3 separate regions of the Mus musculus genome follow, and regions 1 and 2 are each linked to region 3. Evidence: chromatin contacts called from public HiChIP or PLAC-seq data. All regions are on one chromosome and are shown on one strand. The core of a region is the stretch at or near the end of the contact, and the rest is flanking DNA. Distances in the headings are between cores, read along the strand shown.

Region 1 (3,792 bases), core at 192-2,691, 250 kb after region 3:
CTCACTGAAACCATGCTGCCAACCATGTTTCGGTGTGGGCCTGTGTCTTCCTGTGCTTTTATTTTTAATAATTCCAATTTCTTGGCATCTCCTTTTGTGCATGTAATGAAGGATGGATTAAAGTTCCTACTGGCATAGGTAGAAAATTCATTGAACACATTGGAACTTGTAAGAGCATCAGCTCCTTATCTGAGTGTCCTATGTGGTGCCCAGCACTTTTGTCATGTTAGCAAGCCTACGCTAGGAGTTGCTCAGCTATCACCAGCTTCCAGCACTAATGACTTCCCAATACCAGAGTTAACTTGGACTTGATGCCTGTCAGAGTACATCGTCTGCTCTTCAGTCACGAAATGAAAAGCGTGAAAGAGCATTAGTGAACATGCCTTGCTTGCCTTCAGCACACCTGAGGCTCTGACATAAGCCACACTGTGTGTTCTCATGCCCAACTTGGTGCCACAATATGTGTAGGATCAAAAGAAGTAAAGAAAGTTGAACGTGTTTCAAGTCCAGTTATGATTTGATATCTGTCATTTTGTGGTGGCGACACCTGCTTCTAATTTGAAAAGTACTTTCTATCCGTGTGTGTGTGTGTGTGTGTGTGTTTTCTTCAGAAATTTTATCCTCAAGATACTTAAGTAGTAGTTTTTCTCCTTTGGTGTTGTGCTTGCATTTGTGAGTTTATCGATCAGCACTGAAGGCTTAAGACGCATTTAGTTAAAAGGGAAAACCTTTCATAACACAGATCTATTAAATTTAGTTTACATCAGTTTTTGTCCTGGCCACACATTAGGAGTTTGCAGAGAAATTGTTTGTTACAGGTCACTACTGTTTGAGTTACATGATGGTTGTCTTGAGTTGACTAACAACAGAGTTGGAGATAAATTTGAACAGAGCAGGAACTACTTAAACCCAACACTCATATTTAGCTGTTTTTCACCATCAAGAGCAAGTGAGAAACCATTTTCATGTGCCTCTGAGTGGAAGAAATGATGGAGGCGGCTGGCTTGTCTTCTTTGACACATGTAGTAGTCACTTTGTTGGGGGATAGCCACTTGTAGTGCCCAGTGTCATTTGCTTTGTTGTTTTTTTAGCCTGCATGAAGACCTTTTCCTCACAAGTGCTGGATAAAGTTCATCCCATGAGTAGAAAAAGCTGTGAACGTTGGTGCACAGCTAGCAACCCATTCTGATTGGCCTGTGGGGAGTTGTCTGCTTAAAATTGGATCCTTGTGTTGAGTTTCCAAAAAAGGTGTGAATGTGAAAAACAAGTGCTAAATCATGACTCCAGAGAAAATGTCGGCCATGAGCAGTTTTTAGTTTAAGCAGAAACCAAACTTTAAAATTCGGATAAATAAGACAAGTTGGGGGAGAGGGTGAGTCACTTGCTCCCAAATCAAAGCTTCATGGAGAAGCAAGTTTCACTGAACTTGAATGCGACACTCAACAGAGACATTGATTGAATGGAACTGACTCATTTTCTTAATTGATATGCAAAGCTCTGCCAAGCATTTACCCTTAGTGTCAGATAAGTAATTTTTAATAAAATATTTCCAAGACATGAAGACAGTTAAGAAAACAGCACGGTTTTTAATAACTGCACTCGTAAGTAAACGGATCTATCATTATGTTGTCACAAAGAATGACAGAGAGCAGAAACATGCTGCTGATCCCTCACAGATAAGTGTGTAATGTAATTAGACAGACACCCTTCCTCTGTCGAATGCAGCATTAATCATTAGAAATGCAACTCGCTCTGTTTGATATGTCACTGTTGTTAGAAAGGAAAAGCAAGCCAGGGAGATGTGTGCTGCAGTGACTCATGTATTTGTCTGATGGGTATCAGAATTCCTCTTGATTGTTGAATGTATGAATACTGCCAATAATTCTGTGGCATTTTTGCATGTGTGAAGGTGTGTTTGATATACAGTGCTTTGTTTTGTTTGGAAAATATCAGTGTCGTAAGTATTCTTGAACTCAAAATATTTTTAAGCTTTGAAATGGTCTTTGGGCTCATCCAAAATGATGGCACAATGTATAGTCAGATTTTCCTTAAAGGGGTGGGCTAGAAGTTGTCTGCATTCAATAATGGTCTAAGAGAGAAACTTTCTGTGAAAAACTCTGTGTCCAAATGACGAAATGCATTGCCTTTTTCCAACATTCATAAACACCGACTTTTAAAAAAAATCCATTTTCTTTTACCATAGAGCTCCGTCTTGAACTGTGAATTGCTGAATAGTTATAACGGGTTATCAGCACAATTTACTGCACAAGTCTATCTTCTGACTCGCTCAGTGACTCAAAGGCCTTTCAGAATACAGATGAGGGTTATTGAAGTATGGCAGGCAGATTTCACTAAGTAACAGGTGGAGGTCAACATACTTTATTTGTGGGGATGAGCAAGAACAGAGATGAAGCATCAAATGCTTCGCCATAATAAGGTTTAGCAAGAAAACGCTGACTGTACCAAGCTGAGATTCTCGCTGACAGAACCTTTTCTTGTGTTTATTACTTGATTTCACAGTTCAAGCAATTTGGAGAGGCCTAAAATTATATTCCCTTTCCCTTATGAAATGTTTGAATCAGCTTCAAATTTTTCACTTCAAATAAAGTGATAGGTGCTTTCCATGTGTCCAAGAGATGTTAAGGTAAATAGAGCCCTCCTGCTGCCATTACTCCATGCATTCTTCAGATTACATTTTACCAGTGGAACTCTCAAATCGCAAGTATTTGATCATGGTTTAAGTGGCAGGTAGAGGCATGTTTGAATAAACACTAAAGTTCGCATCACTGGGGCTAGGGCTATTTGCTCAGATAAAGCATCAGTAAGGATTTTGATGAAGCATGAGCATTGTGTTGCCTGTGGCTTCATGGGGGTGAGAAGAAAAAGCCTTTGGGCTTGCCACCCTTTCAGATTTGTGCACAGGCTTTGCTTTTAGAAAGTGCACATGACCTTCACGTATACCACAATAGCATCCAGAGAAGCAAAGTTGCCACTGCTGTCTGAGAGGATGAGCAGGCAAGAAGTTAGTTGCCACTGCACACACAAGAGCTGCCCCAGTGAATGTTCACCTCAATGCCAGCACATGCATCTCTCTGCCCTGGGAGGTGCTGTGACCATCAGTCACACATGACTCTGGACACCTAAACTGTGGTGATGCTGAGTGATGGAGTCTGCAAATGAATGCATACACACTGGAGTAGCTTCATGTGGTTGGCCTCTACCACACTGGACAAGGCAAATGCAAACCAAACACAGGTGTGATTATTGAATTTTGCACCTGTATATCTAAGAAGAATGAATAAAATGTTTTACCATGTTACACTGATTTTTTTTTTTGCGGGAAAAATAATCATTTGTTTTTCTCATGCTTTTTTTTTCTTTACTCACAGTCCAGTGAATGTAAGTGATTGCTGTGTTGAGCCAATGCTGGTCCATCCCATAACATGTGGTGGGAAGAAAGACTGGGGGCAATGGGATAGGTAGAGAATATACTATCTCCTGGACATATAAGACGCACGACACACAGCCAGGTGGTGGTGGCACACGATTCTTAGAAGAGTGTTGTACTGAAAGGAGGAAGAGTTTTGGCTGTTCGTGTTCAAAGCCTGGCTTCTGTACTTTCTTAGCTGTAGCCCCTTGCCTTCTCAGTCTTTACTCCCAAGGCATCCTCTCTCTGAGCCAATCTTGAACCTACTGGACTATTCCCAAGCATGCCTGACTTGCTCCCACCTACAGAAAGTTCTCCATGCCTCCTTCCTGCCCTTATGTGTGGCAGACCTAGGCTATTGTTGT
Region 2 (3,629 bases), core at 430-2,929, 170 kb after region 3:
AGGAGGAAGGAAAGGGGGCGAAGGCCTTCCCAACCCCACACAGCCACAAGAGAAACCAGGAAGGGCTGGAATCCATATTTCCTTGTACAAAACTCTCTGCCAAAACTGCCATTTCTATGAAAGAGAAATGAATGAACCAATCAATCAGATCGATGAATACTCTCCATTTTCTACCACCCATGAAATTGTTGTTGTTAGACACAGTCTGGTTTTTTTTAAACATTATTTTAATAGTTTACACCATTTGCATCAATGCCAATTTTGCGGTGAACACCCAGCTTTTCACCTGTGTTAACTTTGCCTAACACTCTCTTTGTTTTATTAGAAATGGTCACCTCAGTCAGCCCTTGCTACTAACAGTCAGGATCCAGACCCCTGTAACTAAGGTTACCAAGGTACATTTAGTTGCACTGAGGCCACTGTCAGTAAGGAAGTACACACAGCTGTGACAGTGTGCAGTCGATTCTTTTCCTTAAGCAGCAGGAGATGGGATCCCATTGGGAGATGTTACAGAATCCCCTGCACTGTTATTGCCCTGACTGACTCAGCTCATTTGCGGGTCAGTGCCTTACCTGTCCTCATTGTCTGCCCCACAGTATAGAAAGTGGAAGCTGCATAGTAGGTGCTGAATTCATGAATGGGTGGATTGAGTGACCAGGCCCAAAGACAAAAGACACGGGGCCAGTGTCATTTCAGGAAAAATGGTACACTCACATTCCTCCTTCAGCTGAGAGCAGTGGCGTGAACATGGCTACTCTGAAGAATCTTTGGCTTGCCCATCTCCCTGGTCCCATCTCTCAGCAGTATGGGAACTCCTGCATCTAGGGAGATGGAACCTTCGTGCTTACCCTGTCTGCATAACCAGCCGCTCTCTCATTAAGTGCCTATGCTTTTCAGACAAACTGTTGCTCCTCCCTTCTCCCTCACAGCTTGTCATAGACTTATTTTCTGATCTGGATGTGTCAGGGCCACAGTGACTTGAGATTAGTTGTCTCATCCCTGCCCGCCATGCTTTCTGCTTGACTGAATTCATTACTCCTTAGCTCTCCTTTCCCCATTCTTCCTTGATAGGAGAGAAAAATGCCACAGTCACCCTCCATCCTTGGTCTCCCCAAATTCCTAGGGATCCCCACCCTGGGGGCAGGACCCTCCTCTTCAAACCTTAACTGGACTTTTAGACAGTTGTCATTATCTTTGTCTAAAGGTCATAGCTAAATTGAATAAGAGGAAAGCTGTGTTTTCCAGCCGATGCACAAAGGCAGTATTGACTTCCCTAATCCAGTTTGCTGAGGGGTGAGAGAATTAAATTAGATATCTAAGCACAGAAATTGAGAGCCTTTGAAAACAAAGATAAGGAGACAAGACTGTATTTTCCCTCTTCCTGGGAGCTCTGTGCTCAAGATTTTGCAGGTGTGCCATCTGATCCATGGCTCGCATCGATCAAAACTGTGCCAATGCATATTTAATCAGCGAGGGGACCTGGGTGCATTATAGCCATCATCCCTATATTGAATGGACTGTCAGACTTTTCTGTATGCTCCACCCCTACTCTCCACCCCCACTCGCCTCTCCCCCTGCCCCTCCCCTCCCTTGTTTGGGAAGCCTGTGCATTTTCTGAGCGGCTAAAAAGTTTCTTTGTTTTTAGCTGCTGATGCATACATTGCCACTGACGGGAATACAAACAAGTGGAGCCCTGACGTGTTTATTTTGTCTACCAGGACAAGCTAGCTACACCAGGCCGGTCCCTGCACAAAGGGTTCCAAAGCTTGAAAACCAGAGGGGAAAAAAAGAAAAAGCAAAGGAAAATACTGTTTACCTCTTCCTCTGTCGTTGTCCTAAAGAATAGCTGGTCATGTTAGAAGTAGAAGGAAAAGGATTCCATTACAAGTCACAGAAGTGTAGAAGAGATATTTATCTGCAATTATTTTGTTCAACAGCTCCCTGGGTTTGATATTTAGACTCAGGACTACAACACATCTTTCCTCAGTTCTCTTAGGAGTTCCGGTTCACCTTCATGTCAGAAATCTGGTTCACCTTCAAGGGAATCCATTGAAAGTTTCTGCTTTTGTTTTTTCTTAAAAGATGGACAAATAGTTACAGCTGTTTTTTTTTTATTATTATTATTGTTGTTTTGTTCTGTTGTGTTTAAGTTTACCAGGGTTTGTGGTGGTCTCTGTTGGTGGGCCTTCTTAAAGTGCAGAGATCTAGGGGGTTTGCCATTGATATCCCAAGGGATGATGGGCACCATTGGCCTTCACACAGCCTGAGCCTCCCTCTGACAGAAGTAACACCAGGTCTCCTCAGAAGAAGAGGCATAGGCAGCTGTGAGAGCTTGAGCTGATGCAGCTCAGCAGCATAGACTAGCGAAGAGGACTTGACTTTTGAGGTAGCTTCTTGCTGGTGAGGTAATGAAGATTTCTATCCCTTGGATCAGTTTGTACCTTCCCCTTAGCACCCTCCCCCCAGGCTCATGGGAAATCGTTTGCATACATTTTGTATCAAAGACTTCTACAGATACTACAGAGACAACTTCCAGGCTCGGACAAAGCATTGCCTGATAAACACATTTTACACACAAGTGTCTGGAATAAAAAACAGCAAGATGAGGCAGACACTTCCATCACTGAAGATACACCCCTCCCCCAAGGTGGGAATTAGAACACTTTCTGCAGAACCGTGCTTTCATACTGTTACACCAGAACCATGTCACATGTAGGTTGGAGTTAACGTTTTAAAGTGAAAAACTTGCCTGATGAGAAGACCTAGGTGGCAGAAACGCGCTGTTACTTGTGATCGATAAACTTCAAAGTGGGGAGTTTGTTATAATCTTTGCAACAGTCCCGTTAGGTTAAATGATTAGTAGCGTTCCCATTTTATAGATGAAGAAACTGAGATACAGGAAGTTAAGTTAGATCACTGAGTTTGTTTTTAAGATGCTGCTCTTAAAAAAAAAAATCATTTAATAGTCTCTTCAACATGAAATACAAGTAGAAGAACTTTGTGTTGCTCCTAAACTTGACCAGCACACCCTCAGCAGAGGGTGCCCTAGTCCTTACGTGAATCAGAAATGGTTTGTATGAATAAGAACACAGAAGAGGTTAACTCTGTTGTGCATCCCTCTCCATGGATGAGTTACTGTTATGACATGGATATATATGGGAACGCTTCAGCATATAGATGCTGGTTTCCCTCATCTCCAAGTATATAGACAACTCTAAGAATCTATTAGTTACAGGGGGGCTTACATTCTGACACGTGATAGTTTTACAGTGACACTTTTTACGTAGGCCCTTGTTTCCCTGGGAGTGGATAGGCAGCCGGGTTGATCAGTAATAGGAGTTCTGAATTAAATCACAAGTTATCATTACGTGCCCTATGCTCCTCTCATAGGAAAAATGAAATTCAAATGGTTATATAGGCATTCTAGTGTTTTTCAGTAATAGACTCTTGTCAAAGAAAATGTGAGAAATTATTTCTACCTTTTCCCATCACTGACTTCACTTACATCACAGGAAAAGATCCTTGAAACCCACTTGTTAGGAAGATTGACACTTTAGTGAGTGAGTCGTGTTATTACTCCTAGAGTGAATGAATTCATGGGTTTTAAAGCTAAGGAGTGACTCACCCCA
Region 3 (3,862 bases), core at 504-3,003:
AACTAAAGGTTGAAGCTATTACTTTCCTTCAATCCTTAATATGTAATCGGAATAATATGGATTCCAAGAATATTCAAGAGCAGGGGGTGGGAATCAGGGGGAGAAGAATGGATTCTTGAGCATTAGCCCTAAACGGACTAGAGAACAAACAAACTTTAGACTGCCGGCTGTCTCAGCAGAACATTATATTTGGCCTTTTCTAGTAGCAGGCTTACCCACCTAGAAAAAAAAATCTGAATGAAAGTGATCATACCCCCTCACTTTCTTCTGTCGGGTGGGCATGCCTGCAGACTCTAGTCCTGTCATCTCCACCAGGGAGCGGATTCCCAGTCTGTGTGCCAGCGTCGGAATCTGGGGAGTTTTAAAGAAGGGTAGGTAAATACAGAAGGCTGCAAAACTTCAGGAGGGAGAGGAGGAGGAGAAAATGAGAGTTTGGAGGAGACAGGTATACTTTTTCCCCCTCTAGAAGAAAAGAGAGTCTAGAGAGAAAGTGTTGAGTTTTTTTTTTTTTAAGGAAGAAAGAAAGAAAGAAAGAAAGAAAGAGAGAAAGAAAGAGAGAAAGAAAGAAAGAAAAGAAAGAGGGAAGGAAGGAGGGAAGGACAGAAGAAAAAGAAAGCTGGAAGAGCAGGCTTGTTGGCAATGTGCCAAACCCTAAAACCACCCCCCCCCCTTCTGCCAAAACAATACTTTAGCAAACCTAAAATAATTGCAGGAAGCTCTTTTCCATCTTGAGAACTATTACCTGGGGAAGGGAAAAGTTGGGATCCACAAAGACGCACCCTTGAAGAGTGTGTCTGGGGAACAGGGACTCAGATGTTAGTCCTGGGCTCCCATTTGGGGATACAAACATATCTCTTTCCTAAGGGGGCAACCCTTTCACAGTTTTCCTTCTCAGTATACAGAAAAATGTCCCAGCTAAACCACTGTTGTTTCTGACGTGACAGAACTTTTTTGGGCGTTTGTGTTTAAACCCACCAGCTCCTGGGTTCTGGGAGAGAAGAGCGTTCGCTCATGACTCTCCTCCTTGCTTTCTCCAGACACCTCCTCCCCCGCAATCTGGGGAATCTTTGGGGTGATCTTCCTATCCCCCCCACCCCCAGATTCTGACTGCTATAGAGTCGTAGCTGAAAAGTTAGCAGGCTTTTGTGCATATTACCTCTCCCGACGATACTATTCCCATAGAAAGCTTCGCAGGAGAGATTACAATGCTTTTGAGCTTTACCGCATTTCAGAGGAAGGGAGGAAAAGTTACCTAGAAGGTCTGATTTTTTACAAGAAATTTGCATACATGCAAATGTAACGCGCGCCCTTCTCTGGGGTTCCTAGGGAGCCCAACCCGCGGCCCACGGGGGTGCGGGGCGCCCCGACAAAGTTGCCCCAATCCTCTCCCGACGTCCGCGGAGGGCTGCGGCGCGGGTGGGGGGATGGGGAGGAGGAAAAGTAGTTTTGTTTGCTTAAGCACATCCTGTGGCAGCCTATAGCCGCCCGGAGGACACGCTGAAAAAACCGCTCCGCGCCGCGTTCCCGGGGACCGCGCCGAGCGGGGCGGGGGGCGGGGGGCCGCGGGAGGCAGCGAGCGCGGAGCGAGCGGCGGGCGGGCGGGCGGCCCTGCAGGCTGGGGACCGGTGTCAGCGCCGCAGCCGCCCCTCCCCCACCCGGCTCCCCCCCACCCCGCCCCCCCACCCCCACCCCACCCCACCCCCACACCCCCGCGGCGGCGGCGCGAGCGGGCGGCGGCCGTGCGGTGCGGTGCAGAACGCGGCGCAGGCGGGCGCGCGGGCAGCTCGCGGGCACCCGGCCGGCCGGCGCGGGAGCGGGAAAGGGTGCGCTATGCCTTTAACGCCCGCGTACAGTAGACAGTATAGTGGAGTGTAGGGAAACTCTAGGCGGGGTTAAAGTTCAGCGCGTGGAGCGGCAAGAGCGCTGGCTGCTGCAGTTGAGCCGAGTTGGAAATGTGAACGCAAGAAGCAGGCTTGATTTTTTATTCCTCCCCCCCTCCTAGCTCTCTCCTCCTCTCTCTCCCTCTCGCACCCACACTCACGCACACCTCCAGCCCGCACACAGACGTGCACGCACCCCCCGCCGCCCGGCAGTTATGTATTCTCCGCTCTGTCTCACCCAGGTAAGCAGCTGCGGGGGCGCGGGGCGGCCGTGTGCCTCGGCGGGAGCCGTGTCTGCGCGTGTTTCTGTGTGTGCGCGCGCGTGTGCGGGGGGGGGGGCTGCAGCTTTAAGAAAGTAACTTTGTTTCCATGCGGGTGCATTCCTCCTGCTCGGCCATTTGTGTGGGCACATGGCTAATGGCGCCCTCTTATTAATGCGTTAATTAATATCGGGGCGCCGGACTGCGGAGCTCCGCCGGGGCTTGCGGGCGCCCCGCACGTGTGTCCGCGGCTGCAGCCCCTGACACGCTGCAATCTGGACTCTGGCGGCTGCGGCGCGGAGCGCGGTGCCCGCGATTCCTCCGCTCCAGGGAGGGGCGGCTGAGCCCCGCAAGCCCCGCACGCCGGCTGCACCCGGGGCGCCCTGGCTGCCGGGGTCCTCCCGCGCCGCCGCGCCCCCCGCCGACGCCCCGAACTCTTACTTTTGTTTTGTGCCAGCTTTGCGGGCCGGCCCGGGCAGCGCCCCTCGGACGCGGCGGGCGGGCAGTGCTAGCCTTAGTCCGTGGGCTGCGGAGACGCACTCCCCGCGCCGGCCCGGGACCTTGCTGTCCTTGCCTCCTGCCCGCGACCCCCAGGCGAAAGTTTCGGGGTCTGGCGAGCCCACGCCGCGGAGGCCACAGAGCCGCCAAGGCCGCGGGTCGGGCCGGGCTGGGCCGCTGCGGGCGGAGTGGGACTCCGGCTCGAGGGCGAGCGGCGGCCAGGGCCCGAGTCGGCTGCCCCGCCGCCGCCGCCGCCTAGGCAAGCCCCGGGCGGCTCAGCCAGCAGGACCCGGCAACTTTCCCTGCAGCCCCACTCGCGGCGTGGGGCCTGGTGCCCCTCCGCCTGCCCCTCCTGCCCGAGCCTCCCAGCCCATCCCTCCCGGTCGAGTCTGCACCAGCAGCAAGGAAACACTGCTATTTTGCGGCTCCGGATCTGGTCCCGTTTGAATATATTATTTATTTTCTCTGACTAAAAGGCATAAAGTCAGAGTGATTTGCGCTAATTTTTCTCTTTAAGTACGAGTCTTTATATGGCTTTAAAACATTGCACCCTGGCCAGTAATCACCTACATGAAGTTATATGCTTCCAGCACAAGGTTTCTTCACGACTCCCTCAAAACCCTGCTACCACTGTGCCTTCAATGAGTTGGAGCTAACGGTTTACCGGGAATACTTTGGAAGGCTGGACGTATCAGTAGCTTTTCCTCTCCGCTGTAGAGTCTGGATTTATTTCCCATATGACTTCCTTTCTTACTGCAGTATCTAACAGTAATAACACTGGCTATTTGATCTCAGAAGACTCTTAAATGCATCTTTTATGTGGAGATGGTCTGTTTGGGATTTAGGCCTCACATTAATAATGGATTGCAGTTGTTTTAGTTATTGTAAAAGTACCCCCCCCCCCCCGCAACTTCCAAAGTTACTATTTTAGTAACTTGTGGAAGTATGGAGTGAAAACTTCTCCAACTACTTCTGGCAGGGTTCACAATTGCATATGGATAAGATGCAAAGTGTAAGATAATTTGAATGAATTATAGTCTGCAGTGAAAGTGCTGAGATTCGAAGGCTGAAATTCTAGCTGGCAAAAGTTTGCAACACATAGAACTTGTAGATAAGACCAGCCTGCTGCAATGTCGAGAAAGACCCTCATGGACACAGCCTTGTCTTCCGAGCGAGATTTGAAAAGATAAAAGTTCTGGTCTGGGGTTGTGTATTTCAGGAGCA

Evidence for each region. HiChIP or PLAC-seq counts read pairs in DNA pulled down with a chosen protein or histone mark.
Region 1: a contact with region 3 is called in an H3K4me3 HiChIP or PLAC-seq map of embryonic basal ganglia, with 4 times the contacts expected there. The contact joins the enhancer-like site here to the promoter of Nfia in region 3. A contact is called at or near these places in 2 of 39 promoter capture datasets (the C10 cell line and liver), 1 of 15 datasets of contacts at CTCF or cohesin (the NIH/3T3 cell line), 2 of 484 Hi-C or Micro-C datasets (granulocyte-monocyte progenitors and group 2 innate lymphoid cells), 14 of 115 datasets of contacts at active chromatin or transcription factors (acute myeloid leukemia, bone marrow-derived macrophages, cardiomyocytes and 11 more) and 2 of 9 other capture datasets (adipose tissue and liver).
Region 2: an H3K4me3 HiChIP or PLAC-seq map of forebrain shows a contact between it and region 3, with 3 times the contacts expected there. The contact joins the enhancer-like site here to the promoter of Nfia in region 3. A contact is called at or near these places in 2 of 39 promoter capture datasets (hippocampal neurons and liver), 5 of 484 Hi-C or Micro-C datasets (cerebellar granule neurons, cerebellum, embryonic fibroblasts and 1 more), 12 of 115 datasets of contacts at active chromatin or transcription factors (bone marrow-derived macrophages, cardiomyocytes, craniofacial prominence and 9 more) and 2 of 9 other capture datasets (adipose tissue and pancreatic islet).

What each region holds. Positions count from the first base shown.
Region 1 is chr4:98,030,845-98,034,636 of GRCm38.p6, forward strand. The region is part of intron 6 of Nfia (nuclear factor I/A); the gene reads left to right. Among named protein-coding and RNA genes, the nearest start is that of Gm34218, 9.6 kb to the left of the region's middle. Within about 2 kb of position 1,442, at least 7 of the 459 cell types and tissues checked have an H3K27ac peak or open chromatin away from gene starts, as enhancers often do. A contact at or near this core is called in embryonic basal ganglia, where this site is marked.
Region 2 is chr4:97,946,847-97,950,475 of GRCm38.p6, forward strand. The region is part of intron 2 of Nfia (nuclear factor I/A); the gene reads left to right. It overlaps Gm40208 (a long non-coding RNA gene), which reads left to right. Exons shown (of 2, transcript XR_867944.3): 2 at 1-1,773. Among named protein-coding and RNA genes, the nearest start is that of Gm40208, 11 kb to the left of the region's middle. Within about 2 kb of position 1,680, at least 26 of the 459 cell types and tissues checked have an H3K27ac peak or open chromatin away from gene starts, as enhancers often do. A contact at or near this core is called in cerebellum, forebrain and stem cell-derived neural progenitor cells, where this site is marked.
Region 3 is chr4:97,775,873-97,779,734 of GRCm38.p6, forward strand. It overlaps Nfia (nuclear factor I/A), which reads left to right and starts at 1,754. Exons shown (of 11, transcript NM_010905.3): 1 at 1,754-2,122. The coding sequence starts at 2,096. Gm38709 (a long non-coding RNA gene) reads right to left here and starts at 1,551. Exons shown (of 5, transcript XR_003955232.1): 1 at 1,157-1,551; 2 at 254-351.